2 separate regions of the Salmo salar genome follow, and region 2 is linked to region 1. Evidence: chromatin contacts called from public Hi-C data. All regions are on one chromosome and are shown on one strand. Each heading gives the region's core, a stretch centred on a gene start, on an enhancer-like site or on the middle of the called end of the contact. The rest is flanking DNA. Distances are from core to core; before and after follow the strand shown.

The links. Hi-C and Micro-C count contacts between places; a contact is called where the count stands out from the background.
Region 2: a contact with region 1 is called in a Hi-C map of muscle, with 5 times the contacts expected there. The contact joins the promoter of LOC106562299 here to the enhancer-like site in region 1. A contact is called at or near these places in 2 of 3 Hi-C or Micro-C datasets (gill and muscle).

What each region holds. Positions count from the first base shown.
Region 1 is chrssa11:23,243,038-23,248,590 of Ssal_v3.1, reverse strand. The region is part of intron 2 of LOC106562299 (transcription factor Maf); the gene reads left to right. Among protein-coding and RNA genes, the nearest start is that of LOC123725242, 23 kb to the right of the region's middle. Within about 2 kb of position 2,115, at least 2 of the 13 cell types and tissues checked have an H3K27ac peak or open chromatin away from gene starts, as enhancers often do. A contact at or near this core is called in muscle, where this site is marked.
Region 2 is chrssa11:23,316,225-23,321,777 of Ssal_v3.1, reverse strand. It overlaps LOC106562299 (transcription factor Maf), which reads left to right and starts at 2,358. Exons shown (of 3, transcript XM_045689190.1): 1 at 2,358-3,784. The coding sequence starts at 2,817.

The DNA.
Region 1 (5,553 bases), core at 866-3,365:
TTTAAAAAAATTATATATTTTTTTTTTATGGAAAAGTGGTGCGTGCATATGTATTCACCCCCTTTGCTATGAAGCCCCTAAATTAGATCTGCTGTAACCAATTACCTTCAGAAGTCACATAGTTAGATTGAACACAGGTGGACTTTTTAACTAAGTGTCACATGATCGAAGGTATTTATACACCTGTTCTGAAAGGCCCCTGAGTCTGCAACACCACTAAGCAAGGGGCACCACCAAGCAAGCGGCACCATGGCGCCAAACAGGTCAGGGACAAAGTTCTGGAGAAGTACAGATCAGGGTTGGGTTATAAAAAAATATCCGAAACTTTGAAAATCCAACTGAGCACCATTTAAATCCATTATTAAAAAAATGTAAAGAATATTGCACCACAACAAACCTGCCAACAGAGGGCCGCCCACCAAAACTCACGGACCAGGCAAGGAGGGTATTAATCAGAGAGGCAACAAAGAGACCAAAGATAATCCTGAAGGAGCTGCAAAGCTCCACAGCGGAGATTGGAGTATCTGTCCATAGGACCACTTTAAGCCGTATACTCCACAGAGCTGGGCTTTACAGAAGAGTGGCCAGAAAAAAATAAGCAAACATGTTTGGTGTTCGCCAAAAGGCATGTGGGAGACTCCCCAAACATATAGAAGAAGTTACTCTGGTCAGATGAGACTAAAATGTAGCTTTTTGGCAATCAAGGAAAACACTATGTCTGGCGCAAACCCAACACATCACCCCGAGAACACCATGCCCACAGTGGAGCATGGTGGTGGCAGCGTCATGCTGTGGGGATGTTTTTCATCGGCAGGGACTGGGAAACTGGTCAGAATTGAAGGAATTGGATGCCGCTAAATACAGGGAAATTCTTTTTTGTTTTACCCCTTTTTTCTCCCCAGTTTCATGGTATCCAATTGGTAGTAGTTACAGTCTTGTCTCATCACTGCAACTCCCGTACGGACTCGGAAGAGGCGAAGGTCGAGAGCATGCGTCCTCCGAAACACAACCCAACCCAACCCAACCTAGCCACACTGCTTCTTGACACAATGCACATCCAACCTGGAAGCCAGCCACACCAATGTGTCGGAGGAAACAGCGTACACCTGGCAACCTGGTCAGCGTACACTGCGCCCGGCCTGCCACAGGAGTCACTAGTACGCAATGAGACAAGGATATCCCGGCCGGCCAAACCCTCCCTAACCCGGACAACGCTGGGCCAATTGTGCATCGCCCCATGGACCTCCCAGTCGCGGCCGGCTGTGACAGAGCCTGGGCTCAAACCCAGGATCTCTGGTGGCACAGCTAGCACTGCGATGCAGTGCCTTAGACCACTGCGCCACCCGGGAGGCCAATACAGGGAAATTCTTGAGGGAAACCTTTTGCAGTCTTCCAGAGATTTGAGACTGGCTGGCTTCCAGCAGGGCAATGTCCCTAAGCATACTGCTAAAGCAACACTTGAGTGGTTTAAGGGGAAACATTTAAATGTCTTGGAATGGCCTAGTCAATGCCCAGAACTCAATCCAATTGAGAATCTGTGGTATGACTTAAAGATTGCTGTACACCAGCGGAACCCATCCAACTTGAAGGAGCTGGAGCAGTTTTGCCTTGAAGAATGGGCAAAGATCCCAGTGGCTAGATGTGCCAAGCTGATAGAGACATATCCCAAGAAACTTGCAGCTGTAATTGCTGCAAAAGGTGGCTCCACAAAGTATTGACTTTGGGGGGGTGAATAGTTATGCACGTTCAAGTTTTCAGTTTTTTTGTCTTATTTCTTGTTTGTTTCACAATAAAAAATATTTTGCATCTTCAAAGTGATAGGCATGTTGTGTAAATCAAGTGATACAAACCCCCCCAAAATATATTTTAATTCCAGGTTGTAAGACAACAAAATAGGAAAAATGTCAAGGTAGGTGAATACTTTCCCAAGCCACTGTATTAGACAAAGGGACAACATTCAGATATTCCGCTTCACCCAAGCGTTTTCAATTATGAAGCCCTCAGGTCCTCACAGTGCTGCAAAGGTTGTGTGCAGTCGCACTTACCGACAACACAGGGCAGTGTATCTGATCCCTCCACCCTAAGGCCACAGGGCAGGCATTTGCCTTCTGTCAGCTCAACTCCACACCCACACCAACCCTACAATCAACCTTTCACTGTCCGCCCATCTACAGCATACTACTGGTCATAAGCTATCTTCATAAATCATGTGTAGTACAGACTAAAGCTATAAAGATGGGGTCCTTACCACTAAGGGAACAGCTTTACCTGTGTTTAGCTTTGAGCTGTGTGTGTGTGTGTGTGTGTGTGTGTGTGTGTGTGTGTGTGTGTGTGTGTGTGTGTGTGTGTGTGTGTGTGTGTGTGTGTGTGTGTGTGTGTGTGTGTGTGTGTGTGAATGCTTGTGGTTTGGTCAAATTTGATAATTTTTTATTTTACATATGCATGCAATAGCGATATTCATAAATACACAATCACACAAAGACATTCCCTTTTGATATATGCATGAGTGTGTCCATGTCTGCTTGCAACCAGCATTCGATATCCCATTGCCTCTCGATGTGTGTGTTTGAGTCTTTTTATTAAGGTGTGTGCGGATTTGTGTGTGTGTGTGTGTGTGTGTGTGTGTGTGTGTGTGTGTGTGTGTGTGTGTGTGTGTGTGTGTGTGTGTGTGTGTGTGTGTGTGTGTGTGTGTGTGTGTGCATGTGAGTGTGATTATGTGTGTGTTTGTGTATGTGAGTGTGTGCTCACTGCTGCTCCGGTTTTGTCTTTGGGGATCATTTACAACTCTCAACATTTTTATAACAGCCCATTTGGTGCTATTTATATTGATCACACAGGCTGCCAAGCACAAGTACTGGCTCTCAATACAGGCTTCTCCTGAGTCACACCATTTCTCTGCCCTCGGACCAGCTCTGTTTTTGTTACTCACTCTCTCTCTCTCTCTCTCTCTCTCTCTCTCTCTCTCTCTCTCTAAAACAACTCTCTCTCTCTCTCTCTCTCTCTCTCTCTCTCTCTCTCTAAAACAACTCTCTCTCTCTCTCTCTCTCTCTCTCTCTAAAACAACTCTCTCTCTCTCTCTCTCTCTCTCTCTCTCTCTCTCTCTCTCTCTCTCTCTCTCTCTCTCTCTCTCTCTCTCTCTCTCTCTCTCTCTAAAACAACTATCTTCCTCTCTGTTGCTTACAGCCCAATATACACGGCTACATTGCATCACCTCTCTCATAAACATAGTGTGTCTCCAATGGTCTCAATGACCCTGTATGTTTGTCTCGAAAGGGGAAAGGAGAACCCTACACTTCACAGATGGCAGAAGGATTGTGTTGTGGCTTGCTGAGACAATTTGTCATAGATCAAGCTTCGTCTTCGTTGGGGACAGAGGCATGCATGTAGGCTGTTGCACTGTATATCACTCAGCCCTGTATCATGTTCACTAGAGGTGCTGTATGTCTGTGCCTCAGTCTGCCAGTGGCATGTCCCCATGTGTTTCACTCCTTCTCTTTTTTATCTCCTTCGTTCTCTTTCTCTCGCTCTCTCTTGTTCTTTCTCTCTCTCTTGCTCTCTCTCTTGCTCTCTCTCTTGCTCTCTCTCTTCTGAAGGGCATATAATTAAATGTTCCACATCCATGTCCCTGCTGACATTCATTCTGGGTCTAAGTGTGGATAAGATGTACGACATCAAAAGCTCCTTTTTATTATCCTTAATTGAATTATATGTTCACACTGTTGATTGAGTCTCACTCAAATTTAACTGCAGCTATGATTGTAAGTTGTGAAAAAAATGGATATGTCTTTATTTGTCCGGGGTCCATATGCTGTATGAAGTGTCAATTTGAATGGCAGGAATGTGTTATGATGAACTCAATACCAGTCTGGACACATACCTGTATAATACCCTTTTCCCCCTCACTAATTGGGGAGAAACCTAATACTGGGCTCTATCAATAGGACACTCTGCTCAGCTGTGGATGAGTGTCCCTGTGGTGGGGAAACAACATTCCATCCTTAAGCCTGACCCTGGTACAGTGGTTAGTGACCACATTCTAAATCCTGCACTTGGGCCCTGCTACAGTACCTTGAGTGCCATCGGACGCATTAGCGTGTGTGTGTGTCCGTCTTTTAGTTCCACTGTAACATAACCTGGTGTGGAGGGTTCTGGTTTGGTCAGGCCTCATGGATCACTTTAGTCCTGGTGGCCTTTGAGCCTCCTCCACTTGTCCTGAGCAGGAATGTGTGAGCAGTTTGGAGTTCCTGGAGCGGCTTGCTTAGAGTTCCCTCCCTGTTGTGGAGACACTCAAGGAGGCCCTCAATGCTCCTGTTTCTCCCAGTGGAAAAGCAGACGGATAGCAATGAAGGGTTGGGCAGCCAGGGGCAAGGCAGGGCGAGGCATCATCAGCACTGGTGAAGGGTGTGGGGTTAAAGGTGAGGGTGAGAGGGGACGGGGCAGGGGAACAGAGGAAACTAGGTTTGGCACCCTCTTAGATCCCAAGGAGACTTAAAGAACAGCAACACAATCTATCTTTCTTTCCCCTCTTTCTGGTCTCTTACTTTACTGTTTTAATTTCCTTATTTTCCTTTCCTTTCTGTTTCTTTTCTGTCTTTCATTCTGAAGGAGAAGGATGATTTAGGTCATGACTTCCTCTGGACTGATTACATGGTGCAGGGTGTGTGTCTCTGGACTGATTACATGGTGCAGGGTGTGTGTCTCTGGACTGATTACATGGTGCAGGGTGTGTGTCTCTGGACTGATTACATGGTGCAGGGTGTGTGTCTCTGGACTGATTACATGGTGCAGGGTGTATGTCTCTGGACTGATTACATGGTGCAGGGTGTGTGTCTCTGGACTGATTACATGGTGCAGGATGTATGTCTCTGGACTGATTACATGGTGCAGGGTGTATGTCTCTGGACTGATTACATGGTGCAGGGTGTGTGTCTCTGGACTGATTACATGGTGCAGGGTGTGTGTCTCTGGACTGATTACATGGTGCAGGGTGTGTGTCTCTGGACTGATTACATGGTGCAGGGTGTGTGTCTCTGGACTGATTACATGGTGCAGGGTGTGTGTCTCTGGACTGATTACATGGTGCAGGGTGTGTGTCTCTGGACTGATTACATGGTGCAGGGTGTATGTCTCTGGACTGATTACATGGTGCAGGGTGTATGTCTCTGGACTGATTACATGGTGCAGGGTGTATGTCTCTGGACTGATTACATGGTGCAGGGTGTGTGTCTCTGGACTGATTACATGGTGCAGGGTGTGTGTCTCTGGACTGATTACATGGTGCAGGGTGTATGTCTCTGGACTGATTACATGGTGCAGGGTGTGTGTCTCTGGACTGATTACATGGTGCAGGGTGTGTGTCTCTGGACTGATTACATGGTGCAGGGTGTGTGTCTCTGGACTGATTACATGGTGCAGGGTGTATGTCTCTGGACTGATTACATGGTGCAGGGTGTGTGTCTCTGGACTGATTACATGGTGCAGGGTGTATGTCTCTGGACTGATTACATGGTGCAGGGTGTGTGTCTCTGGACTGATTACATGGTGCAGGGTGTA
Region 2 (5,553 bases), core at 1,109-3,608, 73 kb before region 1:
AGACAAAGCTTCCCTCCAAATAGTCCGAGGTATGAAGCCCGTGGTGGATCTTACATGATCACTTTATCAATGGACATGATTTACCGGCACGCGTAATTAAATATTGTATCATTGTCACATTTTACGCCAATTCCCTAAAACCAGACTTTTGACCTATAATTTATGACATTTGCGCACCACGCTGTGTTTATGCCTCTAATGTAGGCGAGTGAGGCTTCGCTTGCAGACTAAATGCAAAATACATACACCTAGACATTAGGGTAGCAAGTCTCCATAGTTGATGTTAGGTGCTGCGAATTACTCTATACGTTTAGCCAACTTTACAGGCTTGCATTTGTTGGTTGGCCTATGAGTAGCCCAAACTGTATAGGTAAACACACAACAAACCTGTGGCAGTAGCCTAAGTAAGCAGGCTGCGCTTTAGACCGGGAAACTCTGGTCAAACATAACTTGGTTGGTGAAAACAAAGTCCCTCCTATTGCTGTCAAATAGCCAATGTTATGCTGTGTTCATAACCAAATGGGAAGGTGGTAACTACAATTGTGAAGTCGTAAATATGAGTTAGGTGCATTCCTGTTTTGATGAGCCATACATCAAACACGGAGGTCAAGAGGCTTGTGATTGTTTTGCAATGTTTTGCACATAAAAAGTACATCTAGAGCTGATTTCACTTTCTAAATCAAAATGAAGATGCCACCATGCTTGCGATTTTTTGTTTTGTTTTACAAGTGACGTCAGAGAGGTGCAAGTGGGAAACTTGGAGCACGCGGATGATACGCCTATACGATGTTGACTCTAGTAATTACCAGTCAGTTGGAGGGGCGTTGAAGGGATTTTTCCCAGTCGTATGCTGGTATTTACGAAATTATGAAAAGTCGTGAACGGAGCATTATATCACTGATTAGACTGACTAAATGAGGGTAGGGTGTGAGCATTGTTAAGATAGTTGTAGGGAGGTAATTTGGCTGGGTAGTGTCGTATAAAACTACATGTTTAAACTGGCGCGCGCGGCTTTGGTTCGTCTGTGCAATAGACTTCAACAAGTGAGTTGGGCATGACATGCAGTCCATTAAAACTAGTGGAAATGTCTGACCTCTGAACTGTCGAGATAAAGTGCAATGTACAGTAGAGTGGTTTAATGTATTACTTTGGAGCAGGGCCCGCGGAATCACTGCTTTAGATAAAGTTTATTTTTATATATAGCACTGTAGTGCACGTAGGCTAATCTCCGCCTGGTTGGAACACATTGTTCATTACTGAATGACTCCCATGTAACCACTGCTTAATAGCAGCCTATATGAGGGGATGATGATTTGATAGGACCACGTAGGAAGTACATGTTTACTTGTCTTATGTAACGAATGTTCTACACAATCTAGTGTATACGGCTGATGGAGTGGGGAATGTTGTAGCCTATATTTTCTCCCCCCAAAATAACTTTAAATTGACACGTGATTCATGAGGAATATGCCCGAAATATGCACCATATGCACCCCATTTGGCTGTTCCCCTGCCAATGTATCCATACTGTCGTTCTAAAAACAAATGTTTCTTTCAGATGAAGCAGTTTATTTTGGAGAACGGTGCTTCGATGTCCCCAAAAGGTGGCACTGTTGAGTTTTAGAACGGCAGATGTATGTCTGCTCTCCACAAATCCTTTGTAATTTTATTTCATAGAACTTCAGCACAGAATCATATGTATTCCTGTATTCTGTCACATATCAATACTTTATGAGCCAACGCTGTTCATGTAACTAAGATGATTGTAAAGCATGCTTATGCATTTTGCTTAGGCTACTGGTAAATTTGACCACTTCGAATTTCAAGTAACACGAACTGTGAAAACGTGTGCATAACCATTCCCCCAATATTTGCACATTATAAATCATGAATACTATGTTTTGATACTTTTGAAACTAATATAAATCCTACCACCATACAACATCGTTATTACGCATTTATTTTATGACAGCAACCAATAATATATATTATTGCTTCAATAACTTCATAATTTGCATATTGTAAATTACATTTGTGTATTAAAATGTTACCAGTACCACTTGCAACAACACTAAATCAAACCATAATGTGCACTCAGCCTACTGTCCTTTCCCCACCATGAGCACAGTGAGATATTTTCATGGTTATTTGTTTATCCAAATGGTAGAATAAATGTCCATTAAAAGAATATACCTAAAATGGAGAGGCGAAAGAGTTGAGGTTGAGTTGCAGCTGACAGTCAGCTGATAGCCTTTGACAGTTGAGAAAAGTTTTGTTTCTGTGCTAATATGTTAATTAGCCCATAGATTGTGCGAGCCCATTGGCTCTTCGTCCAAGTCAATTTCCCATTTCCAATCTGACGTCAGGGCTGCTATAAAACTCTGCAATGCTTTTAAACTCATCTGCTGTGTGATCCTTCTAAAAAATCGCCTACAAGTGAAAGGCATTTCACGTGCGAGGCTACATTTACCCCTCTCCTTCGACATTTCACCCTCTCCGCTTTACGCAATGTAGGCCTATCCATGAAGAAACAGTAAAGTGTTAAATGTTAAAAATACCAATTCGCCGAATTTCTCATGCTGAAAGAGGACTCCGCAACTCGCGAGCTCGGCTCTGGTGCGTCTGTGCAGTAGACTCTGAAAAGAAAACTATTAATTTACAGCTGGGAACTCGTCGCTGCAAAAAGGACATTGAAAACCTATTTTTTCACTTTAAGACAAATACGCTTAAAAAGCAAACTGGCTCACGTTCTTCCAAACCAACTCAGTTTGACAGCTGCTCTTCACCCCCTTTGGAGGACTGTCGGCAGCAAGAGGATGGCATCAGAACTGGCAATGAGCAACTCCGACCTGCCCACCAGTCCCCTGGCCATGGAATATGTTAATGACTTCGATCTGATGAAGTTTGAAGTGAAAAAGGAGCCGGTGGAGCCCGATCGCAACATCAGCCAGTGCAGCCGCCTTATTGCCGGGGGATCCTTGTCTTCCACCCCGATGAGCACGCCTTGCAGCTCGGTGCCCCCTTCTCCAAGCTTCTCGTCGCCCAGTCCGGGGTCGGGGAGCGAACAGAAGGCACACTTGGAGGATTTCTACTGGATGTCCGGTTATCAACCGCAGTTGAATCCGGAGGCGCTGGGCTTCAGCCCCGAAGACGCAGTTGAGGCGCTGATCAACAGCAGTCACCAGCTCCAGTCCTTCGATGGCTATGCTAGAGGGCAGCAGTTTGCCGGCGGAGCCGGAGGAGGAGGCACCATGGGCGGGGAAGAGATGGGCTCTGCCGCGGCGGTGGTGTCCGCAGTTATCGCCGCCGCAGCAGCCCAGAACGGGGGTCCCCACCACCACCATCACCACCACAACGGTGGCCACCATCACCAATCACCCGGTGTCTCGTCCAACGGCAGCTCCGGAGGAAACCACCCACACATGGGACATTTGGACGACCGGTTTTCGGACGACCAGCTGGTGGGCATGTCGGTGCGGGAGCTCAACCGGCAGCTACGGGGAGTCAGCAAGGAAGAAGTGATCCGGCTGAAACAGAAGAGAAGGACCCTAAAGAACAGAGGCTATGCGCAGTCCTGCCGCTACAAGCGGGTGCAGCAGCGGCACGTCCTGGAGGGCGAGAAGACGCAGCTCGTCCAGCAAGTCGACCACCTCAAGGCGGAGATCTCCAGGCTGGCCCGGGAGAGGGACGCATACAAAGAAAAATATGAGAAGCTCATCAGCAACGGCTTCAGAGAAAATGGATCCAGCAGTGACAACAACCCTTCCTCCCCGGAGTTTTTCATGTGAGTCTCGACATTATCATGAAAACAGAGTTTGTCAGTTCCCTCATTAAAAAGTTTTCATTGTGATTTTTTTGTAATGGGGCATACTAGACGAAGAAAACTAATTAGCCAACTTTTTTTTTCGGTTTTAATTTTTTTGACAACAGGGGTTTGCTCAAGTCTGTCAAATAACGGTTTTGAGTTTTGGGGCTTGCAATAGAAAGATGGAACTTTGTCATAATTGTCCTTCATTTTGGAGTAGAAACTGAAGCCTGCCATCTTTTTTTGCTACCATACTTATTATTTGATTCATATTTTTGTCAAGCTCTTTTTCATCGTTGTTCATTTAACTTGCGGTGTTTTGAATATGAACTATCATCTATTATTTTTCGAAGTTGTTTTAACTTTACAATGTTGCTGTATACTATGTGTGCATGCAAGCACTAAGTATACGCCTTGGAAGTTCATCGACTTGCCTTTTTCACCTTTCGACTTTGAAATCCGTGTACAAATACCGGTCAAAAACTGCATCCATCTACAGTAAGAAGACGTTTTTGGCCTTTTTCCCTTTCTGTTTTTGTTCTGCCAAACTCGGAGGACTGCGAGCCTGCCATTTTACCCCACCTCATCTCATGCGTTATGCTTGCTATTTTGTGTTAAGCAACAAACAGACTATTAATCATAATAAACAATATCCATTATTTTAAAAGAGATATGTTATTGAACTGGCCTGCATGCTGGACATGTACGGTTTTTCTTTTCCTTTTGTGCTTGAAAATGTACTTTTATCGGATGACTCCAGCATGGCATTCATACTTGTTTTATGACCTGATCACTTTTTTGGGACAGCAACAAAAAAGTGACGAGGACTCTTATACCACCACCCCCTTCCCGTGTAAGTGCATTTCAACTGTGTTGAATGATACTACTAAGCGCCCATTTCTATACAGTGAATGACGCATTCCTGATGGAAGTTGTTCGGCGGGGATCCATGTAGCGAGGGAGCAAAAAGGACCTCAAATATTCTAAAAGGAATTATCTATCCCTATATGGGACTAAACTGTATGTTGCTTAAAAGCAGTTTGTTTATTTAAAAAAAAAAGAAATACCCCATCCTTGTGCATTTAACAACTCTGGAATGCTATGGATTATAATTGAAGTATATGTAGACCTACAGTAGTTGTTATACTCTGTAAATCTAAAAGAGAACATGGATGTGCTACACGTTGACATTTAAAGAAGAATGTGATGTAGATGATTAGGATCATTTAGCTGTAGGTTTCATAAAGTCCTGTGCTCTAAATTGTTTTCCTGTCATTGGGTAGGAGAGGTTGGGGCGGCTCCAATTTATACAATTTAACAGTATTGTTTCCATGCATAAGCAGCGCTTTTTGCAGCATGTTCTTGCAGTTTCAAGCAGTAGTTTGACAGCTGTAGTAGTGTTTGTCTTCACCTACCACTCACTGTATTTTAAACCAAAGTATTAAATAAGGAGAAACTTCAGCCCTAAATCAGCATGAACCATGCATTTTGATAATGTATTTTGGACTGAATTGCACTAAAATGTAGTCTGCAATATATCACAGAATGGGAACTCTATGAAGCTAATTCAAAAACGCAGACAGATACTTTTTGGCATTGCTGGATAACTTCATTTTAATAGTTTGTTGTCAACCAGTACTAGATTATTTTTGGCTCAGACAAACTCATTATTTACAAGGCAATAATATTATTATAATCAATAATGTCTGGACATTGTTAAATAGACAGGGATTGACACCCTGCTTGTA